4 separate regions of the Mus musculus genome follow, and regions 1, 2 and 4 are each linked to region 3. The links are chromatin contacts, called in public ChIA-PET, Hi-C and promoter capture Hi-C maps. All regions are on one chromosome and are shown on one strand. The core of a region is the stretch at or near the end of the contact, and the rest is flanking DNA. Distances in the headings are between cores, read along the strand shown. Region 1 holds the start of Lhx4 (LIM homeobox protein 4). Region 2 holds the start of 4930452N14Rik (RIKEN cDNA 4930452N14 gene). Region 3 holds the start of Ier5 (immediate early response 5). Region 4 holds the start of Qsox1 (quiescin Q6 sulfhydryl oxidase 1).

Region 1 (3,227 bases), core at 345-2,844, 640 kb before region 3:
GTTAGTGCTAGGACCCATAGAAATTGCTGTGACCTCATTGGACACAGATCCTAAGTAGCACACACAGCCACCCCTCTTACTGTCCATCCTCCTCCATCACCAACCCTAAAACACCAGGAGTAAAAACAAAAACAAAACTTCTCAGCGCAGGGTCCCATTTGGTTGTAAAGACCCATCTGACTTGAAGTCGGCAATTAAATTAGGAATGGTAGTGTCCGAGGTGGCTGTGGCTGGGCCCAGGGCTGACCCGGTAGGTTTCTAGAGCCGGTGGTCAGGAGGCGTCGAGTGTTTGAAAAAGTGCTAGCGACTTCGTCCCAGCATTGATCTTTGCTTTATTGCCTCCAGGAATGAGAATGGGAAGAATGAGTTTTCTACGCGCGCGTTTGTGTCTGTGTGTGAGTCTCTGTGTGTGTGTTAAACACAACAGCAATGCACGCCCTTTGCTGGTCAGCCCCGGGGGCCCGGTGCACGCCTCCGCCCAGTACACACGCGGCCAGGGATCGTTCAAAGTGCCCGCAGTGGCAGCCGGTTCGGCCGAGCAGTCTCCAGGAGCCAGAGAGGGCGGATCTGGGTGGACGCCGGCTGGAGACCCAGTTGGGAGGGCGGGCGGCTGGGAGGCGTGGGACTAGGACTGGACCTCGGGTGGTGAGAGTGCCGACTGTGGCGGAAGGCCGAGGCGAGTGTGGGCGCGCACGAAGACCCGCGCCCGGCCACCTTCGTGCGCGGCCCAGGCCGCCTGCCTCCATCCGGCTCCGTGGCGGCCCACTGCGTGACTCGCGCGTTCCCGGCCGAGTACGAGCTGTCCCTGGCCCTGCCTCAGCCAGACGCGGGGGAGAGAGAGTAGGGTCTGGTTAGTACCGGCCGGAAAGGAACTGGCCAGGAAAAAAAAAAAAAAAACAAGTGGAGGATGGATGGAATCATCCAGTTACAGAACACGCTCCGTGGGCTGGAGAAGCTCTGAACTCGGAGCGCCAACCCAGGGTCCGCTGGGTCCTGGCCCACCGCGCCCCCTCCTTGATCCTAGAGGACCGATGCTGGGGGCGAGCGGGGAATCCCCAAAGCTGGCAGAAACCAGCTCTGCGTGGTCCCTGCGCTCCGGGACCACCTGCTGCCGCGGCCCAGCCCGCCGCAGTATTTATACCGGGGCGCGAGCCCGCACGGCAGGGTGGGGGAGGGGCTGCAGGCCCCGCCCCCTATCAGGCGGCCCCGCCCTCCCGCACCTCCGACCAGATTCGGGGCTACCGAACCCCCCCTACTTCTCGCCCCCTACTCTGGCTAGCCGGGGGTCTGCAGCGGGCTGCCCGGTTGGCAGCACTAGCTGGAGGGCGGGCTTCCCTGCGGAAAGCGACGTCACGGCCGCTCCTGCAGTGTGAATGAATCAAAATGCCTGGGTGACCGCGGCCTCCAGGGCAGCCGGCACGCGAAGGGTGGAGGGGGAGGGGGAGAGGAGGGCGGGGAAGGGAAGGGGGGGAGCCAGAGCTGCAGCAACAGTGTCTCCTCAACCCGGGATGTGCACCAGCCCGGGAGAGCGAGATCAAAGGGATTTGAAACAGCCTGAGGACTGGCGGGGGAGGGGGCCAGCCAGCTTGTGGAGTCCTCCCGGAGACGCGGAGGGCTCGGTTTCCTCTGTGACTTCAGCGGCCTGGTTGGTTTTATTATTATTATTTTCAAATTTCCGAATCCAGCCAGAGGGAGAGAGCGAGAGATCTCGGTAGACTGCGACTTGCTGCCTCTGGCTCCAAGATGATGCAGAGCGCGGCTGTCCCCGCGGAGGGGGCTGTCAAGGGGCTCCCGGAGATGCTCGGTGTGCCGATGCAACGTAAGACACCCTCCTTTCTCGCTAATTTAATTTGATAACAAGACAGCTAACAGCCTCAGCGGGTGCGGGGAGGCCGGACGCGCCGTTCAAGGCACTGACCGGGAGGGGTCGGGGTGCAGAGGCGGTCACAGAGCTGGGGTACTACCAGTCAGTGTTTGAAGGGCTTGACTCTTGGCAATTTGGGATCGAATTCGAAAGATTCCGGGATACTGTTCGTGGAGGGCCCAAGGGTATAGAAAGTAGCATCTTTGGGCCGTCGCTTTTATGAGAACCCTAGGGAGGATGCTGTTTGGGGACAACAGAGGTTTCCAGCTACAGGCCAGGCCCGAGGGCAAAAGTGGTCCCCCAATTGATTACCTTTCGCGGCAATGGCCAAAGCTCGCAGAACCGCTGGTACAACTTTACCCCAGCTGGCGGGAAGTTGGAGAGCGCGTCCCGGGTCGCAGGGCTGTACAGAAGCCCCCTGTCACACTCTTGGTTTCGGCAGTTCGAGCACTTGATTGAGTCCCCAGTCACTGCTGCCCGGGGCACCCGCCGCCTGTGTTGCCGCCAGCAGACTGCTCCGGGTGAGCGAATGCACTCGCCACATTCCAGCTAGCCGAGGAATGCAGCGGCGAGAAGCTCTGGAACGAAGTTGTGCGTGCAGCCTTTGCTTAGGCGAGGGTAGGCAATCTTAGTGGCGCGGGGCTGGAAGAGGGAGAGAGACTCAGACGTGTGGGCACTTTGCTAGCTCTCTCAATTTCTTCCAGAGCCTGCAATTAGTTACGGCAGGTCTCTCACCCCAGGTTTCTGGTTTGTACGGATGTGCACACACGGCAGAGATTTTCCGGGTGGGAATCTGTCTGTGTTTCCGACTCCTGAACAGATAGAAGCAATCTGTGCAGAGACCCGAACAGGTTCTCAGGCTTAGCGCGCGCTTGCGGGCTCCTGGTTAAGTCTGGGTTTACAAACGGCTGCACTGGGCTAGGTGCCCCTGGGTACCCTAGAGAGATGAAGGGTTCCCTCGATGGGCTTGCCAAGAGACTACACTTCCGCTTACGACTGCTTTAGTGATGCGGTAGGAGTTTATTGTAAGTAAGAGCAGGCTCACCCAGGGATGGAGACTACCTACGATCCCCGGCGCAGCAGCGCGCCCTCCTGCGCCCTGCCTCTCCATCGCAGGGGTTCTGTAACACAAATCTCAGGGCGGGCTGTCCAGCCAATGTCTTGAGATTTATTGTAAAGTTTTTGAGAGAAAAATGGAAGAGATAGCTTCATTTGAGCCTGTTTTAGATTGTTCCTCCGCTGTAGCCTACAGTTCTTGTGTCGCCTGTTGGCGAACAGTTGCAAAGTTCGCTGCGCCTTGGAGAATTGACTGTCAGCGTATTCTGTAAGCAGTGTTGGTAATTGCTTCCAACAGCTTGTTGAT
Region 2 (3,557 bases), core at 711-3,210, 840 kb after region 3:
TAACTCTGAACTTCATGGTTCTTTGTGGAAGGGGCCACACCCTTCCTTTTTGCCTGTTCCTCAGGCCTGTGACAAAGCCTTACGTAAGGCACATGCAGAGAAATAACAGGATCTCTGGGAACCAGCTCTTAAAGGCTTATTTAAAAAAAAAGAAAAAGAAAGAAAGAAAAACTGCATTGCTAAATTTAGGGCAATGACTCAGAAGACACCCCCACTCCAACGCATGCACACCTCCCTAGCTAATGCTCCACACACGTTTAACTGGTTTTCTTGGCATTTAAAAAATTTTTTTTTCCTCAGTTTCAGCACAGGGCTTTGCATCTGCCTGTAAAGGTTCTTGCTGTAGGAATCATTTGCCCTTTAAAAAAAAATGAAATGATGGCTTAAACTAAATGAATAAAATATAAGGCAGGGTATAACAACGCCTCACATGGATCTGAAATTTGGGAACTGCATGGCTCACACGAGGGGAAAATGTATTCTCTGAGGACCTTCAGAGTTTCGGCATAATTCTTAGCAGTCACAGGTTATCAATCTTCAAAATGTCACACCGAAAACAAGCGTTTGACATCAGAGTCATGGTATTGGCTTATTCATTTGATTGTTTCTGTGCTATGCTATGTAGATGCAGGCGGCTGTGTGGATGCAAGCAGCTGTGTGGCAGCCTCAGGAGTGCACAGCAAGGCTGATGGGCTCCAATCCAGAAGGGCCAGTAGGTCAAAGGTCAGTGAGCACGCCACTTCCTCTTGACACTTCCATTTCCTCGTGTATAAATGTGAGAGGTCTGGAATGGATCTGCCCATCCCAGAGTGATGCGCAGAGGTCTATTGAGGTAACAACTCAACTTGGTCTCCTTTGTTCATCCAAAAGGCTCAGTGGCATTTTAAAGACTCAAATGCTAAGGAAAGTGAGATTATGGAATTTCCAGAAAAATGGGTACATCTGTAAACTATTATAAGTGAGGTGATCCAGACTCAGGAAGGCATAGTCTTTAATATGTAAATCCTAGCCTTCAGTGTTTGTATGTATGTAAACAGGGGGTGGGGGGGCTAGGTGTGAGTAGGCATAGGCTATGAACCTAGACCATGGGAGGGGGGACAAGAGGCATTGAGGAAGATGGTAAGACAAAGGGACTAGTGATATGAAAACAGACAGAGGTACTAGGGGTGGGAAGAGTACAGCGGGATAATGGCTAGGAGGAGGAAGAAGGCTACACAACAAACATTGTTTTCTTTGGGAAATGCCACAAGGAAACCTAATATTTTGTATTTTAAATAAGAAAAATAAAAATTTAAAGGTCTATAGTTTTTTTGTAATTAAAAATAATAATAACCACAGAACACTGGCGATCACCTCGTTCTTCAAACTCTATTGCTCATGAAACAGGCTTGCATCTGTATCTCTGTCCTGATAACCTTTTAACCTACATGCCACTGGATCCTAATGCTCTCTGGGCTCAGGTTTGAAAATGAGCCCCTGAACTAGATGTCTATATGAACAACCTTGTGAGCTACTGCCAACTCCAGATTCAACTCAGTTCTGCCACAAGAGAGCTTACATCTTTCAGGTGCCATGAAGAACAAGGACCCTGCCTTCCAACTGTTCCCAGTCATGGTCTACACTGATCTTCCTGATAGAAAAGCAGGTGGTCCAGTGAGCTGACGGCATCTCCATAATGCGAAGGGGGAGCTCCAAAGGTTGGTGCTTGCTTCCGTCTGGCTCACTGCCCCACAAAGAGCTCATCTTCTGTCCCCAGTTGTCGACTTTGAAATACCGTGTATCAAAAATATGTGACTCTATGATGAAATATTGAAAGGAAGCTGTCTGTTGTTTTCGCAACAGATCCCCTGCATACTGAACCGCAGGAGCTCTATTCCGGTTCTGGGGAGGGCTAGAAGGAAGCGGGATATTATGGGGTAAGACAATGGTTGTCACGGATCCTGCAAATAAGCGTCAGGAGCTCCTGCCTGTGATTGGCAAGTCTGAAATCGTTTCGGTGGGGAAACGTATCGCATCAAGAACAGGAAGATTCTTGTTTGGTGCCAGAGCAGCTTGAAATCTGGTCCAGAATATTTTATCAAAAAGAAAAAAAAAAAAAAAAAAAAAAAGCTCTGACTTGGGATTCTCTCTTCTGAGCAAGACAATTGCAATCTGCTTCAAGCTTTAGAGCTAATGGTACCACCCACTGAGTCTCCTTTTGGACCTATGAATAGGGACAATTCTCACAGTTTTAAAGTGGCCCCATCATGTCAAGCTACTAGAGGTATGATCTGGAGGGCAGGAGCAGCAGGGGGGAAGAGCTGGCAGAAACCCGGGATGTTTCCGGAGGTGACAGGTAGCTCACTCATTGCATGCTAAAGACCTCCAAAGCAACAGTCCACTCTAATAAGGAAGACTGTGTTCCCATGCTCTTCTTGATGGGAAGAACAGTAAATGGAAATCCAAAATAATGAAACAGAGATGTGGGATGGGAGGGAGGAGAAGTTGGCCACTGAGCAATGAGACCAAAGGACGATGAAAGGAGGCACAGGTAAAAGAGAGACAATGTCAAAGTGGAAATGGATTCAATTTCAAGTCTAGGGAAATCAAATACCCACTCTCCCAGTCTCCATATGTATAGCAGCAGACAGGAGAGAACATTGTTCCCTAAAAAAGAGAGTGGGATGTTAGTAAGAGAAGTGGGAGAGAGAGAATAGTTATTACATGACTTCATTTTCCTAAAGTAACTAACCATTTGAAAGCTTGCCCTGCAGGCAGCTGGGCCACACCCTCCTGGGAGGGACTTCTGAATTCCCAATGGCTGTTTTCATCTGACTTTTGGAAAGTGTAAGTTAGGTGGGCTGCCTCAACCACTAAACCTATGATAGTCTGGGATCTTTGGGAATAAAAGGGGAGGGGAGCCATGAGGTAGGGCCAGCTTCTTTTGTTGGGGCCCATGAGAAGATATTGGGGTCTCCTAGGGATTTGGGCTTCAGAGTGCCAGGTAAGCCCTGCAGATACTCGGTCTTAACTCCTTTTGGACCTTATCTCTTTCATACTCCTCTCTCTCTCTCTCTCTTTCTCTCTCTCTCTCTCTCTCTCTCTCTCTCTCTGCCCTTTCTTACTTAGTTGGGCAATCAACACCCTCCTCCCATCTTCCTTGTTCTTCCCCTGTGGCCACTTTCTCGTTGTCACAATGGGAGTGTAGCCCAGGTCATAAGCAGTTGTCTTTAGAGAGTACTTTTTGTCTTGCTCTATAGTCAACCATGCAGGCTTCTGACCTTACACACACCAATGTCCTGTTTCCTTCCTTCCTTCCTTCCTTCCTTCCTTCCTTCCTTCCTTCCTTCCTTCCTTCCTCCCTCCCTCCCTCCCTCCCTGCCTGCCTGCCTGCCTGCCTTCCTTCCTTCCTTCCTTCCTTCCTTCCTTCCTTCCTTCCTTCCTTCCTTCCTTCCTTCCTTCCTCTCTGTTCATTTGTATGACTGATTGCTAGAGAAAGACCTAGCCCTAATCCCAGCCCTGAGTGCTCCCACATTCCAGACGCTGGTTCCCTTTGGGTACTGTTTCCATTTCCCTAC
Region 3 (3,210 bases), core at 501-3,000:
CATGGCTATCAGACAGCTCACTGACTCCACCCCAGACGGATCGTCAGTTGGCCTGTAAATTTAAGCGAGCTGTGTTAGACAGGAACATGGGATATGTCTGTACACTCGTTCAAGTGCTACTTACTACGCGGCATCGATAAATCTGTCTGTGAGATGCAGCATTACCTGATACACTCTCACTTGTAATGCACTGGGCCCCATCAGAGCCTCACTGGTCTGCTCTTCTTAGGAAACCTGAAGATGAAGTAGGGACAACTCTGTTGCTTTAAGGGTGAGTGGTCAGGATCTAGATGTGGTCTTGGATTTCAATACCCAATAAATATTTGTCAAAAAATAAAATAAAATAAAAAAGATTTTCCAAGAGAGAAAACGGAGAAGAACCTCATGCTATTACTGAACATATGTTGCTGTTGCTACATGTTATAATTATTTTCTCTCCTTCTCTATGTGGGCTGAGAATTCCTAGAAGGGAGGGACTCTGGGCTTCAGTTGTAGCAGTAATAGTGGCCAAAGTTAGCATCCCCCAAACCATCAGATCTGAAGGCATCCTGGTTGTGAACTGGCTCTTAATCAAGCCTACCTCTCACTAGTATTTCTTCCATGTAAATGGCCAAACCTATTGTAGGGTCAGGCAAACCTTTCACATAGACACCGTGTAAGCTGTGGTTAACTTTATTATTTAGATTGACTCTGAGAGTTGCCATTTATCTTCTGTGTAATAAAGAAGGTGTATCTGTGATTTCTTCATTTTATATTTGAAACTTCAGGGCCATAAGGCAATTTACAGAGCCATCAGGCACCAGTACAATCTTGTCATGGTCCTTCTGACAGGGATTTGCAAGACTCAGTGGATGGGACTACATTGACTGACCAGAAAAATTTTAGGAACCCTCCCCCCATACTTGACAAAAAACAATTTACATAATCAACATGGGAAACCAGAACTTATTTGTATTTTTAGAACTTACTAGATTTCCCCCAAAATAGATCAGTTACTTATTGTGTGTGTGTGTGGGGGGGGGGTATTAAACAAACAGACAAACAAAGAAAACCATTGTGGAGAAATAGGTAACATCTTCCATTTAAAATATGTGATAACTGAGAATCTGGGGAACGAAATGAAAGATGCCAGCTTTAGGTGAGAACAAACAACGTTGTACCTGAATTCTGTTCCTTCATAAGGCAGAAGCTTGGGTATTTCTAGAACGTTCCCTTTTGTTTGTAGTTAAATGCTGAGTATAACGCTAATGGGAAAGGGGCTAACTCCAACATAATATCTCAAATATATCGTGCTAGTTGTCATATATTGTCATCGCTTCCATTTCTGCCAAGAATGACCAGAAATTACAGCTGAAACAGCTATGAGCAGCTGGAAATTGTGTATGAAAGGAACTGAATTTTATTGTGCAGTAGATTCCAGCACACTAAACGAATGAAAGTTCCAGTCAGTGTGCTAAGGTACATCACAAAGCGGAATCCCTTACTACATACAGTTCTGTGGGCCTCGTTCTCCTCTATCAACGCCTCTGAACACAAATCCCACCGCACATGATCAATGGGCTGCCTGCAATCTCCCCCTTTAAGAGCTTGCTCCGCGGGACTAACGTTTGAACAGGCCCTGGGGCCCCTCCTCTGCCTCTGATTGGTCGGGGGCGGAGCACGAGGCACATCTGCCCGCCCAGAACGGTTAGCGGCGCTTTGTGATTGGCGTTCGAGGAGCATATATAAGGTGCAGTGTGGCCCCGCAGCGCTCAGTTTAGAGTCCGGCTCAGAACGGTTCTGTTGTCTGAAGGGAAGCGGCGGAGGGGGACTACGCGTCACCAGGTCTTTTCTCCACCGAGCTTTCAGACGCCGAGGGTACAACCACAGAGGAAGACCTGATCCCGCCTACAGCTCCTCTCGCAGCTTCAGAAGGCAAGCAGGCGTTCACCCTATCGTCTGGAAGCGAAGGCAGGATGGAGTTCAAGCTGGAGGCTCACCGCATCGTCAGCATCTCCCTGGGCAAGATCTACAACTCGCGGGTCCAGCGCGGCGGCATCAAGCTGCACAAGAACCTCTTGGTGTCGTTGGTGCTGCGCAGCGCCCGCCAAGTCTACCTGAGTGACCCCTGCCCTGGCCTCTACCTGGCTGGCCCTGCGGGGACCCCGGCGGTGCCGCCGCCTCAGCAGCCTGGAGAGCCTGTAGCCGGGCCACCCTCCGGCTGGGGAGAGCCGCCCCCGCCGGTCGCCCGTGCCGCCTGGCCGGAGCCCGAGCCTCAGCCGCAGCCTCAGCCTCAGCGTCCCTCCGTGTGCCACACGCCCGGAGCGGGAAGCTCAGAACCGGTGGCCGCGGTGGCCGGATCGGGGGAAGCTCTCCGGGGCGGAGAGGAGGACTCGGCGGCAGCTGCTTGGGGCCGCGTGGAGCGTCCGCGCGCGGCGTCTTCAGGAGGTGGCTCGGACGCGTGCCCCGAGGGGCCCCGGGCAGTGCGCCGCCCGTGCGGCTGTCCCCCGGCCGTGGAGGAGCGGTCCTCCGAGGACGGGTCCCCCGCGCCACCCGCCCCGTGTCCCAGGAAGCGTGGCGCAGCGGGAGTGGGTGGCGGCCGCGCGAGCTGCTCGGCACCCGGCTCTACCCCTCTCAAGAAGCCGCGCCGGAACTCGGAGGAGCAGCCAGTCACCGGCGAGGACGACACCGACGAGGAGATGGAGACCGGGAACGTGGCAAACCTCATCAGCATCTTCGGGTCTAGCTTCTCGGGACTCCTACGGAAAAGCCCCGCAGGCGGCCGAGAGGAAGAGGAGGCGGAGGAGGGCGGCCCGGAAGCCGCCGAGCCGGGGCAGATCTGCTGCGACAAGCCGGTGCTGAGAGACATGAGCCCCTGGAGCACAGCCATCGTGGCCTTCTGAGCCCCCGGGACCCGAGTGGCTGGAGCTTGAGCAGCGGGAGTCCCCGAAGTGCGGCCGGGGCCTCTCCCGGCCGCGAGGACGAGCCGAGACCGTAGGCGCTGGGCGCGTAGGGGAGACTGGTTGCTGCCGGGCAGCACATCGCCCCAGAAGGGGCAGCCCGGCTGGGCCGTGGCTCTCGAGTCTCATCCTGAGACCTAGAGTTGGAGGCTTATTGGAAGAGGACGATCGATCGTTAACTTTTGTATCTGTGTGTGTCCGTGTGTAAGTTTGTCTTGTGTTGAGACTGTTCTGTGATTCTGGAATGCACCACCCCTTCCCCGGGGCTTGA
Region 4 (3,513 bases), core at 184-2,683, 710 kb before region 3:
AGGCTGTTAAAATTGTGCCCATAATGGAATACAACAGAGTGGAAACAGGAGGGAAACGAGGAAGGCAGGAACCAGTTACCCTCAAAGCCAACAAACTCTACTGGACATCTTGGGGGAATTCAAGAACTCCAGAAAAAAGAAACTGGTTTTCAGATTATCAGAAAGATCTAGATAAAAGGATAAGAAATTTATATAATAATTTGGTTGTTTTTATTTTTGAGACACTATGTAGCCCAAGTTGGCCTGGCATTCATATTGTTCCATCCCAGCCTACAGAGTATCTGAGGCTTTAGACATGCCCCACCATGCCCTTTGGTTTGTTATTTTTTAAGATTACAAACCTGTATTTGGTCTTCAGCGGTATTACTGACTCGGTCGGTCCCTTCAAATATCAGATGTCCCTGTCCCTGACCACCTCCTATTATAACCATAGCTCCCCTTGATATTTGTCATCAGTCAACCTACATTCACTTGCATACCATCTGTCCCCATTGTAAGTTCCACACCCCTCAGTCTTTTATCACCTCATTCTTAATATCTGGTGCATGACTGGCACAGAGACGTTACTCAGTTTCTTATGAAGGAAAGGAGTAACACACCTTAAGGGCTAGGCCAAGGGGTCACAGAGAGGGCTAACTAATCCAGAGATACAAAAGAAAAAGGCCAGTGTGACAATTCTGAGGATGACCTATTCACTTCAAGATATCTCACAAGGCACCCGAGGTACAAAAGGTGGCCATAGGAAAATTCACTATCACTTTCTTACTTGTGGACACAAGCTTAGTTGATCCGGATACTTGAGAGAACATAGGAGCATGAGGCTGAGTAGGCTGAGGGCAATATAGCATCTGAGCTGTGGGGAGGGAGTCCAACCTGAAGGAATCAACCCAACAAAGGGTGGAGGGATGTCAATGCCAAAGAAACCTTGACTCCAAGGCAGCAGAGCCCAGCCAACTGTGGGAGAGGGCGTCCTGTCCCCTCGTAGGAAGCCCTCCAGCAATAGCTCCCTAGACGGTGGGGCCTCCGGAGGCGTGCGTGCTTCTGGCTCCTGTGGGCCTTGACAATCACAATGTCCTACCTCCTGGCTCTTTTCTCCCACCTACTTCGAATTCCCAATGTGAAAACTGCGAGAAGGAGCCCCCTGGAACTTTCCAGGAACAAGATAAATCTGTAACGACTATGCCAACGGACTCCGCTTCCGTAGGATACGGGGGCCGAGAGCGGCCAAACGTTGCCCCGGCCCCCTCAACGACCTCGAGTGCGGCCTGAGGTCCCGGGCGGCACTCGTTTCCGGACCCAGCTCGGAGGTCTGGCTCGCCGGGGGATGGGAACCGCGGAGCGCCCACCAGCACCGGGACCCCGGCTCTGGCAGCTCACACGCTCGCAGGGGCGGTCCCGGGAGTCGGCCCCGCCTCGGGGCGGAGCCTCTTAGCTCCTCCTCCTCCTCCGGGGCGGAGGCTGTTGGTGCGCGGCAGGCTCCGGATACTGACTAGTCACAAACTTGAAGGAGGTGGACATTCAAGCCGCCTAGGATGAGGAGGTGCGGCCGCCTCTCGGGGCCGCCATCGCTGCTGCTACTACTGCTGCTGCTCTCGCCTCTGCTCTTCTCGGGGCCCGGCGCTTACGCGGCCCGGCTCTCAGTGCTCTACTCGTCCTCTGACCCGCTGACGCTGCTGGATGCTGATTCGGTGCGTCCCACTGTGCTCGGCTCCAGCAGCGCCTGGGCGGTGGAGTTCTTCGCCTCCTGGTGTGGCCACTGCATCGCCTTCGCCCCGACGTGGAAGGAGCTTGCTAACGACGTGAAAGGTGAGAAGTGGAGGCCTTCCCCGACCCACCGGCAGGTCCTGCCAACCGTCCCGCTAGCTCGTCCCCTCCCTCGCGGCTTCCTTGGTCCATCGCAGTCCCTCCCCTCCCCCAATCCATAGCCTTTAAGTTCTCCCTGGCCGCGTCCCCTCAGTCCTCTGCTCCTGCGTCTTCCTCTGACAAGTCTTTGTCTCTATCCTTCGAGAGGGTTTTCTTGTTCCCTGTGCTCTTCTCTGAGCCTTTCTCCAATCCAGCTTTGTAGCAGCCTCCTTCCTCATCCAGGGATCCCTTCTTGCCAACTTCCCTAGTAGTCGAGGTGGAACAGTGCTGGATAGAGAGTTGGCATTCATTCTACCGCCCCCACCACTTTTCTCCACCCCCCGTGGCAAGTTACATAGTTGGTATACACATTTCCTTTCTCATCCTTACCTATGAGGTAGATGTCTGTCTTCATCGGGTGGTTTTCCTCTTTGCCTGTCCAGTCCAGGCTTCTCTTGACCTGCTACCTCTAGCACCTTAGCTTCCAGGCCACATTCTTATTTCTCTTCTCCTTGGGTCTGGACTCGCTTAGACCTTAGCCTTTAAGCCCATGAGACTAAACTATATGTATGCCTGTGGTGTGTGATTGGCCCGTGCTCCATGCTCCAGTCACTGGTCTGGCTATTCCTCCATTCTAAAATGCCAATTACGGGACCCACTCTTCATTTAATTACAGCCTAAGGGGTAGCAGGATAAGAAAACCACCAAACGTATAGGGATTTTTAAAGTGTGCTGTATTATAGGAATGTTAAAATATTGAAAAATTAAGACTTGCAGATGAGGGAACATAATAATGGTAATTATTATAGACCAAGTGCTTAAATAGTAGACTCTGTACTGTGGACACGACAGAATTTCCTCTCTACAGCTTAAAGATTCCCTGCTATACACACATCTTTCTAACTCAAGTCAAGGGTGCTGGGGGTGGGTAAGGGGAGGGGTGGGGAGCAGGAGTGGCATGGTTGTGGGGACTGGTTCCTGACTTTGTCACTTCTCTGATGAGTGTGTTTCCTAGTTTGTGGTGCCAGGCAGGGGACTAGCAGAGCTCTTAACCCGAAGTAATAGTTGGATGAGAAAACTGTGTCTTAGTTAGGGCCAGGCGTTCTAGAGACAGGAAAACTAGCCCCTCAGCCCCTCTCCTGTGTAGTTGATGGTTCTCCACAAGCTCAGATGGGTGTAAAGAGCGCCTTTGTCCAAGGTCATCTTGGACTTCATCTCCCCCTCCCCTGAGCGGCTGGCAAAGTGCTTACTGAAGTGGTCTCATGGAATGGTGTGTAGTTTTCAAAAAAAAAAAAAATTTTTTTTTTTCTTCAAGACAGGATTTCTCTGTGTAGCCCTGGCTGTCTGGGAACTCACTCTGTAGACCAGGTTGACCTTCAACTCACAGAGATCCACCTGCCTCTACCTCTTGGGTGCCACCACTGCCTGTCCCCCAAAATAAGTTTTAGCCGCACCTAGAAGCTCTTTTCCCTTGCTTCCAATTTATACTTAACCCACATGCCTCTCCGTCCCCATCATCCGTGTGACGGGTCCTTCACACTATTTTAATGATGTCAGCACATTTGGTCAGGGCAAGAGGGAGAAAGAATGTGGGCTCTGGAGCTGAAACACTGAGGGCAAGTCATGCCAGAACAGTGCAGGCCCAGACATCAGAAAAGTCCCCCATCTGTT

Evidence for each region. Promoter capture Hi-C pulls out the DNA fragments that hold promoters and counts their contacts. A called contact is a pair of places that touch in the nucleus more often than the background predicts. ChIA-PET counts read pairs in DNA pulled down with a chosen protein or histone mark.
Region 1: a contact with region 3 is called in a Hi-C map of differentiating embryonic stem cells, with 4 times the contacts expected there. The contact joins the promoter of Lhx4 here to the promoter of Ier5 in region 3. A contact is called at or near these places in 1 of 39 promoter capture datasets (embryonic stem cells), 22 of 484 Hi-C or Micro-C datasets (differentiating embryonic stem cells and embryonic stem cells) and 9 of 115 datasets of contacts at active chromatin or transcription factors (bone marrow-derived macrophages, embryonic stem cells, memory CD8 T cells and 1 more).
Region 2: a contact with region 3 is called in a promoter capture Hi-C map of hippocampal neurons, with 2.8 times the contacts expected there. The contact joins the promoter of 4930452N14Rik here to the promoter of Ier5 in region 3. A contact is called at or near these places in 2 of 39 promoter capture datasets (hippocampal neurons and liver) and 1 of 115 datasets of contacts at active chromatin or transcription factors (stem cell-derived neural progenitor cells).
Region 4: a contact with region 3 is called in an RNA polymerase II ChIA-PET map of memory CD8 T cells, with 24 read pairs. The contact joins the promoter of Qsox1 here to the promoter of Ier5 in region 3. A contact is called at or near these places in 3 of 115 datasets of contacts at active chromatin or transcription factors (effector CD8 T cells, memory CD8 T cells and pancreatic cancer cells).

Annotation. Positions count from the first base shown.
Region 1 is chr1:155,740,394-155,743,620 of GRCm38.p6, reverse strand. Lhx4 (LIM homeobox protein 4) reads left to right here and starts at 1,594. Exons shown (of 6, transcript NM_010712.2): 1 at 1,594-1,819. The coding sequence starts at 1,744.
Region 2 is chr1:154,255,309-154,258,865 of GRCm38.p6, reverse strand. It overlaps 4930452N14Rik (RIKEN cDNA 4930452N14 gene), which reads left to right and starts at 1,960. Exons shown (of 4, transcript NR_040629.1): 1 at 1,960-2,263; 2 at 2,754-2,826. 4930532M18Rik (RIKEN cDNA 4930532M18 gene) reads right to left here and starts at 3,177. Exons shown (of 3, transcript NR_108050.1): 1 at 3,105-3,177.
Region 3 is chr1:155,098,176-155,101,385 of GRCm38.p6, reverse strand. It overlaps Ier5 (immediate early response 5), which reads left to right and starts at 1,750. Exons shown (of 1, transcript NM_010500.2): 1 at 1,750-3,210. The coding sequence starts at 1,956. The coding sequence ends at 2,882.
Region 4 is chr1:155,810,819-155,814,331 of GRCm38.p6, reverse strand. It overlaps Qsox1 (quiescin Q6 sulfhydryl oxidase 1), which reads left to right and starts at 1,433. Exons shown (of 12, transcript NM_001024945.1): 1 at 1,433-1,806. The coding sequence starts at 1,533.